2 separate regions of the Canis lupus genome follow, and region 1 is linked to region 2. The links are chromatin contacts, called in public Hi-C maps. All regions are on one chromosome and are shown on one strand. Each heading gives the region's core, a stretch centred on a gene start, on an enhancer-like site or on the middle of the called end of the contact. The rest is flanking DNA. Distances are from core to core; before and after follow the strand shown.

Evidence for each region. Hi-C and Micro-C count contacts between places; a contact is called where the count stands out from the background.
Region 1: a Hi-C map of blood shows a contact between it and region 2, with 1.7 times the contacts expected there. The contact joins two enhancer-like sites. A contact is called at or near these places in 2 of 9 Hi-C or Micro-C datasets (amygdala and blood).

What each region holds. Positions count from the first base shown.
Region 1 is chr2:42,566,886-42,570,879 of UU_Cfam_GSD_1.0, forward strand. It overlaps ANKRD55 (ankyrin repeat domain-containing protein 55), which reads right to left. Exons shown (of 12, transcript XM_038530627.1): 3 at 1,075-1,197. Among named protein-coding and RNA genes, the nearest start is that of ANKRD55, 51 kb to the right of the region's middle. Within about 2 kb of position 1,331, at least 2 of the 20 cell types and tissues checked have an H3K27ac peak or open chromatin away from gene starts, as enhancers often do. A contact at or near this core is called in blood, where this site is marked.
Region 2 is chr2:42,438,223-42,442,051 of UU_Cfam_GSD_1.0, forward strand. No RefSeq gene overlaps it. Among named protein-coding and RNA genes, the nearest start is that of IL6ST, 13 kb to the left of the region's middle. Within about 2 kb of position 1,294, at least 17 of the 20 cell types and tissues checked have an H3K27ac peak or open chromatin away from gene starts, as enhancers often do. A contact at or near this core is called in blood, where this site is marked.

The DNA.
Region 1 (3,994 bases), core at 81-2,580, 130 kb after region 2:
ACACCACCCCGACAGGTATGGGGATGGAGGCTCAGTAGTTGGAGTGGAGGTCCAAGATCTCTACTTGGTCTTTGTTGGAATGGTAGGGCTAGGACCATAAGTTTTTATTTGCTTGTTTGTATTTGTGTGATGTTTGGTTGGAGCGGACTCATTATTGTCTAAAAGTTTTCGGTCTTGCTATGTGGTCCCATTCCTGGTTCTTTGGCTAGAGAGCAGGCTTTTGTTGGGGGCTGTGTGTGTGTGTGTGTGTGTGTGTGACTATTGGCCTTTCTGAGCTGTTAGATTCTTCAACTCCAAGTACGAGATATAAGAAGCAATAAAAAAAACCGAGGAAACTTACCAACATGTCATTCCTTAGGTCCCATGGTCCTAGCCAGTCTGTCATTTTCTTTCCACTTTCCAGTGTGTTCTTATGTTTATATTATATACAACATCCAAGATTTTTAGTTATATTTAGCAGTAGGAACAGTACATCTACTCCACCTTCTGAGAAGCAAATCTTTGCTTTCTGGCTTTAATAGTAACACTTTCCCAACATCCAATGCTACCAAAAATAGCCCTCTTTCCATACTTCTTTTTTTAACTACTTGGCCTATCTACTTTAGTCATTCATACAAAGAAGTTGAAAGAAAACCAAACCAACTGGCTTCATTATACAAGGTGATATAGAAGAATTAGAAGATTTATGTCCAAGACCATGGTTTAAAAAACTACTAAGAGGGGATCCCTGGGTGGCTCAGTGGTTTAGCGCCTGCCTTTGGCCCAGGGTGTGATCCTGGAGTCCTGGGATCGAGTCCTGCATCGGGCTTCCTGCACGGAGCCTGCTTCTCCCTCTGCCTGTGTCTCTGCTCCCCTCTCTCTCTCTCTGTCTCTCATGAATAAATAAATCTTAAAAAAAAAAAAAAACTACTAAGGGACCTTCAGCCTCAGGCAGGATACTCCTTGGCCCTCTAGTATCAAAATGATTTGTCATATGCAATTTTATAAATATTGCTCACCTCTGAAGGCCATCTCTAAAAGAATAGAGCAGAACCTTCAGGAACCTGCAGGATTCAAAATGCATAAATAGCTCACCTTCACTGTCACAGCATTCCAGGATGGAAGGGTCTTCCCGAATTACTGAAGTCAGAGCATTGACATCTCCATTAGAAGCTGCTTGATAAACCATAGTCAGGTCAACTTCCTCAGATGAGTCACCTTCATGAATCAAACAGAGATACTCTTAGTGTGTGTACCAAATTCGCTGAAAGAATAACACCCATAACATCACCCATACAAGTGACTCATGACTTCTCTGATGAATCTGGGCAGGAGGCTGAGTCATCCTCCTCACAAGCACCCTAAATGCTTCTTAAGAAAGGTGGACCCCTGTGGGCCATGTTGTAACATCACCATTTATTACGAAGAAATTGGAAGGACTAGATGTCCTCTGAGATTTTATGAATCTGTGTAGGCTTTCAGGCTACTCAAAATTGGTGAGACCAGAGTGGAAAATGGGACCCTTATGTTGGTTTTAGGTTTCCCTCTTTGGTCTGAAATATATTAAACTTTTCCTCTCAGTGACTCAGTTTACTTAACTCTGATAGAGATATTGCGTTATTTTCTGTTCTCCTGATGTATTCTCCACCCTATTCCCTCCTGCTGTGTACTAGTAGGAACTTTGGCTGCATTATTTGTTTAGTAAACAGACTGAAAGAGGTGATAGGCCTTTTCTGTTCTTAACTGGTCAGTGTCATGTTGAGGTCTATGGCCTGCAGATTTAATGGGCTCTCAGTGGCTGGAGAACACTCAGAGAGACCAGGATAGATCCCATTTGTGTCACCTGAGGAACAACTGAAGAAATAGATGTGTTAACTCCAGAGATTATTCTATGGGACCATGATAGCAGCAGCCTTCAGATATTTGAAGACCCCTTTTTTTTTTTAATTAAAAACTTGTAATGAAATGTATACAACATAAACTTTACCATTTCAACCCTTTTTAAGTATATAGTTCAGGGGCATTTTATACAATCACCTTGTTGTGCAATCATCACCATCAATCATTTCCAGAACTCTTTATCTTCCAGAGCTCAAACTCTGTACCTACTAGATAGTAACTGTCCATTATTCCCTCCTACAGTCCCTAGAAATCACTATACCACTTTCAGCCTCTATGAATTTGACTACTCTAAGGAATGTTATGTAAGTGGAATTAACAGTGTGCTTTGGTCTTATTTTACTTAGCATAATGTCCTAAGGTTCATTCATGTTGTGGCATTTGTCACAATTTCATTCCTTTTTAAGGTTGAATAATATCCTATTGTATGTTTATACCACATGTGGTTTATCTATTCATCCAGTGATAGATACTTGGGCTGTTTCTACCTTTTGTCAATTTTGAATAATGTTATCATGAACATGGTACTCAAAAACTGCTTTGAGCTTGGAGGAATGCCTCGATGGCTCAGTGATTGAGCATCTGCCTTTGGCCCAGGGTGTGATCCCGGGATCCTGGATTGAGTCCCACATCAGCCTCCTTGTAGGGAGCCTGCTTCTCCCTCAGCCTGTGTCTCTGTCTCTCTCTCTCTTTCTGTCTCTCATGAATAAATAAATTAAAAAAAAAACTGCTTTGATACCCTGCTTTTAATTCTTTTTGCTATAAACTTAAAAGTGGAATTCCTGGATCATACAATAATAATAAATAATTCTATTTTTAATTGTTTAAGAGCCACCAAAATGTTTCCCATAGCAGTTGCACCATTTTATATTCCTGCCAACAGCACATGAGGGTTCCAATATTTCCATGTCCTTACAGATACTTGTTATTTCCTGTTATTGTTTCATGTGTTTGTTCTAATAATAGGTGGTAGTTTAATAGATGTGAAGTGGTATCTCATGGTTTTGATTCCCATGGCTCAATGATTAGGCATGTTGAGTATCTTTTCATGTACTTACTGGCTAGTTATATATCATCTTAAGAGAAATATCTCCTTAAGTCCTTTAACCATTTTTAAACAGGTGGTTTGATTTTTGGTGTTAAGTTATAGAAATTCTTTATATACTCTGGATATTAGCCCTCTATTAGATAGACATATGATTTACCTATATTTTCTCCCATTCTGTGGGCTGCCTTTTCATTCTGCTGATACACAAAAGATTTTAACTCTGATGTAGCTCAATTTGCCAATTTTTCCTTTTGTTGTCTGTCCTTTTGTCATCAAGTCCAAGAAATCATTGTCAAATTTAATGTCACAAAGCTTCTCTCCTAGGTTTCTTCTAGGAGTTTTATAGTTTTAGGTCTTTGGCTTAGATCTTTGATCCATCTTGAGTTAATTTTTATATATGGTGTTAAGGTAAGGGTCTGATTTTTATTCTTTTGCACATGGCTATCTAATTGTTCCATCAGTATTCTTCCCCGTTGAATGGTCATAGCACTCTTGTTGAAAATCAGTTGATTTACATTTATGGAATGTAATGTATTATAGAAGGAATTCACACAGCACAGGGCAGAGCATAGCGGGACCAGAAGATGAGTGAGGCAGAACAAAATCTACTTCAGAGTTCCTACTAGTCCTTAGCTATTATACTAAACAATGGGGCCATTAAGATATAAGAAACAGAGGACTTTGTGGATCTTTCTTAGACTGTTTCTTGCAGTGGAACCGATTGCCTGTGAAGAGCTGAAGTTTAACGATTCATCCATTTACTCAACATCTACTGTATGCTAGTGAAATTGTGAGGGCAAAAGTTGCAGAGTCTCTGTCTTTAAGAAAGACATACCCTAGTGGGAAGACAAAATGTGTATTGACAATTGAAATATACCAGGGAGGGGTCCTTGGGTGGCGCAGCGGTTTGGCGCCTGCCTTTGGCCCAAGGCGCGATCCTGGCGACCCGGGATCGAATCCCACATCGGGCTCCCGGTGCATGGAGCCTGCTTCTCCCTCTGCCTATGTCTCTGACTCTCTCTCTCTCTCTGTGACTATCATAAATAAATAAAAAAATTAAAAAAAAAA
Region 2 (3,829 bases), core at 44-2,543:
TATGAGAAAACTAAACATGTTGTAGCACTGTCAATTATACAGACTTGAAAAGAGGGGAAAATTCCACCATGAAACTTACTCCCCTTTTCTCACACTTTCTCCATCCTGTAACTTTCTTCTTTCACTTGTAATTAAAAACAAGTGTTCAAAAACTATCCCCCGAAAGAAATAACTGGAAAACAGGATTTAACTTAGTATCCAGTTGGCTTTATAAACGTAGAGTTCTATTTACAGTTCAAAAATACTTCAAAATGGGAATTACCATGAATTTAAGAAATTAAGATAATGGCGAACAGCTCCTAGGATGATCTGAGTCAGGAATTTCAAATTAAGAGTTGTTCCAACTTGAAGCTGGCAGTCACACGGTCTAAAGGGTTTGTTTACAGCTCCGACTTAACCAAAGACTCCAATCTTTTAGAAGAGTCACCCTGGCATTCTAATCACTAATTATTTTAAAGCTTAGTGTAACTGCTGAAATGCCCATGACTACACAAATTAAGCCGAAATGGGTGTTCTGAAGTGGGGGGGGGGGGGGGAGGGGGGGACACGACAAAACCCCAACAACCTCCAAGTGGCAAGTCTTATTTCTAATCTGATATTTTTTTCATTTGGAGTTATGAATAAAATGCTGTTCATCTACTGAAAAACAGAACCTTGCCGCTTGGAATAACCTTTAAGCTTGGGGGAGGGGTGAAGTTTTAAAGATGGATTTGGTACTTTTCAGATACAGCGTTAAGGTGGGATTCTTTAAGGGCGGATACATGTGAGAGAGAAAAAGAAGAAAGAAGAGGCTGTGAGTTGAAAATGTTTGAATTAAGGTGAACTTTCAACAGGGTTGAGACATTATGATTTCAGGATGGAAAGATGGCTTTGCTGAGGAGCTGCTAACTTCCAGGGAGAAAGTGAAGAGTCAAGTGCGGGGCCGGCGGAATTGAAGGGGAGACGGAAAGGAGCGAAAAGTGGGGCCTGGGGGGCGTGGGCCTAAGAAGGGTGTGTGTGTGTGTGTGTGTGTGTGTGCGCGCGCGCGCGTGTGTACCGGAGAAATATAGGTGACAAAGTTGTGGGAATCAGATTCCGGGCTGTGTGAACACGGAATGGAAGGAGGAATGCGGGGGTTTCCAGGCTGGAACTAGCAAGCTGGGGACGCGCGGCGCTGGGGCGCCCCTCTCCCGCGGCAGGGCGGCCCCCTGGAGGGCCCGGCCCCAGGCCCGAACGCCCCGACCTAGCCCTCGTCCTCGCGCTACGCGGGCCTTCACTCGGTCGCGGCACCTCCTCACCTCAGGCCTCGGCGCTTCACTCAACCGCATCCGTACAACGCAGGACTCCCCCGGCGCCAGGCCGGGCCGGTCGGCCGCACAGTCGCGGCCTCCAGCTCAGCTGCGCCCGGGCGTTCCCCTCGCGGCTCCGCCGGCCTCTCAGCTCTCAGCTCCGGCTCCGGCTCGCTCCCGGTTCCTTCCCGCAGACGCGGCACGCGGCCCTCCTCCCACCGCGGGGCGCTGCGCCCCCTGACCCCGCCTCGCAGCGCCCTCGCCGCGCCCCGCCTCCGGATTTAGGGGCTGTATGCTGATTGGCTCCGGCGAGACCCGGCGCGCCCGGGCATTGGTCGGGAGGCCGCCCGACGGCGAAGGGGCGGGACTCCGGGCAGCTGCGATTCCCGTAACGCGGCTCCTGGCGTCCGGGATTCCGGCGGCTGCGCCCGCGTCGCCTTTCCTAGACCAGATCGAAGGGTTCCCCCCGCCTCTCCTCTGCGGGCGGAAGGAGCGGAATGTTCCATTTTTCCGTGGAATAACAGGCTCGTGAACTGAAGCCCGGTGCTTCCTACGCCCGCCGCCGTCCCGTCTCGCTGCGGTGCCCCGGGCCTGCCCTCGCGGCCTTCCCCGAGGGACCGCCGGCTCCCCTGGGGACAGGGCAGGCGTGGGAGTTTCTCAGGGAAAGTGAAGGACTCGATGGTCGTGACTCGACACGAGGTGACCGCAGACCGTGGCGGCGGCGGCCTCGGTGCGAGTCTACCATAAACGAACCTTGCCACGATATGTATTTCCAAGTTTGGCTGCGATTGATCGGTGAACCCCCCAGAGCTGGCGTGACCTGCCAAGAAACTAGTTCTTCCTTGCGGTTTGTACCTCTCAAGCTGTGATAAAAAAATACCTAGCAAAAACTAATTTCGTTACATGCCTCCCCCGCCTGAGAAATGGACCTTCAGGCTCGCTGTGATTTTTTTTTTTTTTTTTACTCCCCCACCGAGGGCATGGAGAAACTTGTAGGATAAGCCGTGTGCGCGTGCGCGTGCGCGTGTCAAGAAACACCCAGAGGCCAGGGCCTTTTGTGGAAGAACGGCAGGCCAGGCCGTAGGAGGGCAACAAGGGTTTAACAGACTTAGAACACATTATACCCCTAAATGAAAAATTACAAAGTTTGTCATTATATTGAGGATTCAGATGCAGAGAGAATAAAACACAGGACAAGTTACAATCTCTTAGTTGTTGATCAGATAATTTTGAAGAGACACGGAAAAGCAGATCTAGGGCTAAGGGACTCCCAAGCAAACCCGGCGACGGTGCTGTAAGAGACGCAGAGCTCCACCGTGTTCAGCTCTCGCTCCTCCCTGTCAGGCTACAGCTAACCTACAGGGTATGATGGAATTGTATCCTAGTCCTGCCATTTATAGGGGTGCTGAAAACAAACGTAGAAAAGATTTAAATTAAAATGTTTATTTAGAGCTAGCAAACATTTATTTAGAGGCAATGGATAGTGGTTAAGTGTACTTTCTGGTTCCAAATCACCTGAGTTGGCATCCTGTTGCTGCCATTTCCTGTGTCTGTGACAGTTGGTTGGCAAGTTATCTCAGTTTCTTTATCTGCAAAATCAGAATAATAGTACCGACCTAATAGGATTGCTGCAAAGGTGAAGTAAATTATATACCAGACATGAAGTGTTTGGTATACAGTAGGTGCTCAATATATGCCAACTGCTTTTGAATGTCTTCTATGTCGGTGCTTCCCAAACCTTTTGCGTTGACGCATATATTGAAAATGATGATATTTCACTGGTACAGGGAATAAAGATGGAAGGAATCAATATCTCATAGCACACTAGTCTGCCTTGTGCACTGGTCAAGAGAGCAAAAGACTGAGTCCTTTCGTGGGTATCTCTGTATTGGCTTAAACCAGCCCTAATGTCTCAGAAACTCACATTTTATGGGGATGGTTGAAGTCCTGGGCTAAAAGAATAGATCAATATTGGAGAAAGATTTTTCAAAACAGGAAGAGCCTCCTTCCCTTCCCGGGCTGGAATTCCATGACTTTGCAGACACCTCTTTAGGGTATTGGCCCTGCAATGACCACTTTTTGGTTAAGGATTTGTCAGGAGAAAACTCTGTCAAAATGCAACAATAAGTGGAAAAAGTGACATAGCCATCGAGAACTTTCCATGTATGCCTTAGGATCATTTGGGATTTCACATATGTCAAAAGCAGAGGAAGTGTACAGTGAGAGCAACATGAGGATAATGAGGTTAGTCGAGAGTAGGTGAACAAAACTAGAAAAAAAATGCTACACAACAAAGGTAATATATGCCAAAGACAAATTTGGCCTGCTTGTATTTTCATATAGTTGGCTGTGACCAAGATAGCCATTTACTTCCTTGCCTGTGCCCAACGTGCTTCTGAAACTCTGTGTCAGCCTTGGAACTATCTGCATGTCCCGTCCCAGCCCAATGATTCTAGCATCCATGATAATGACTCACTTAGAACCCTGACCTCCCAGTTTCTCATCGTTCTTTTCCAATCATCTCTTTTTTCATCTATATCAAAACCCACAGATGTAGTCAC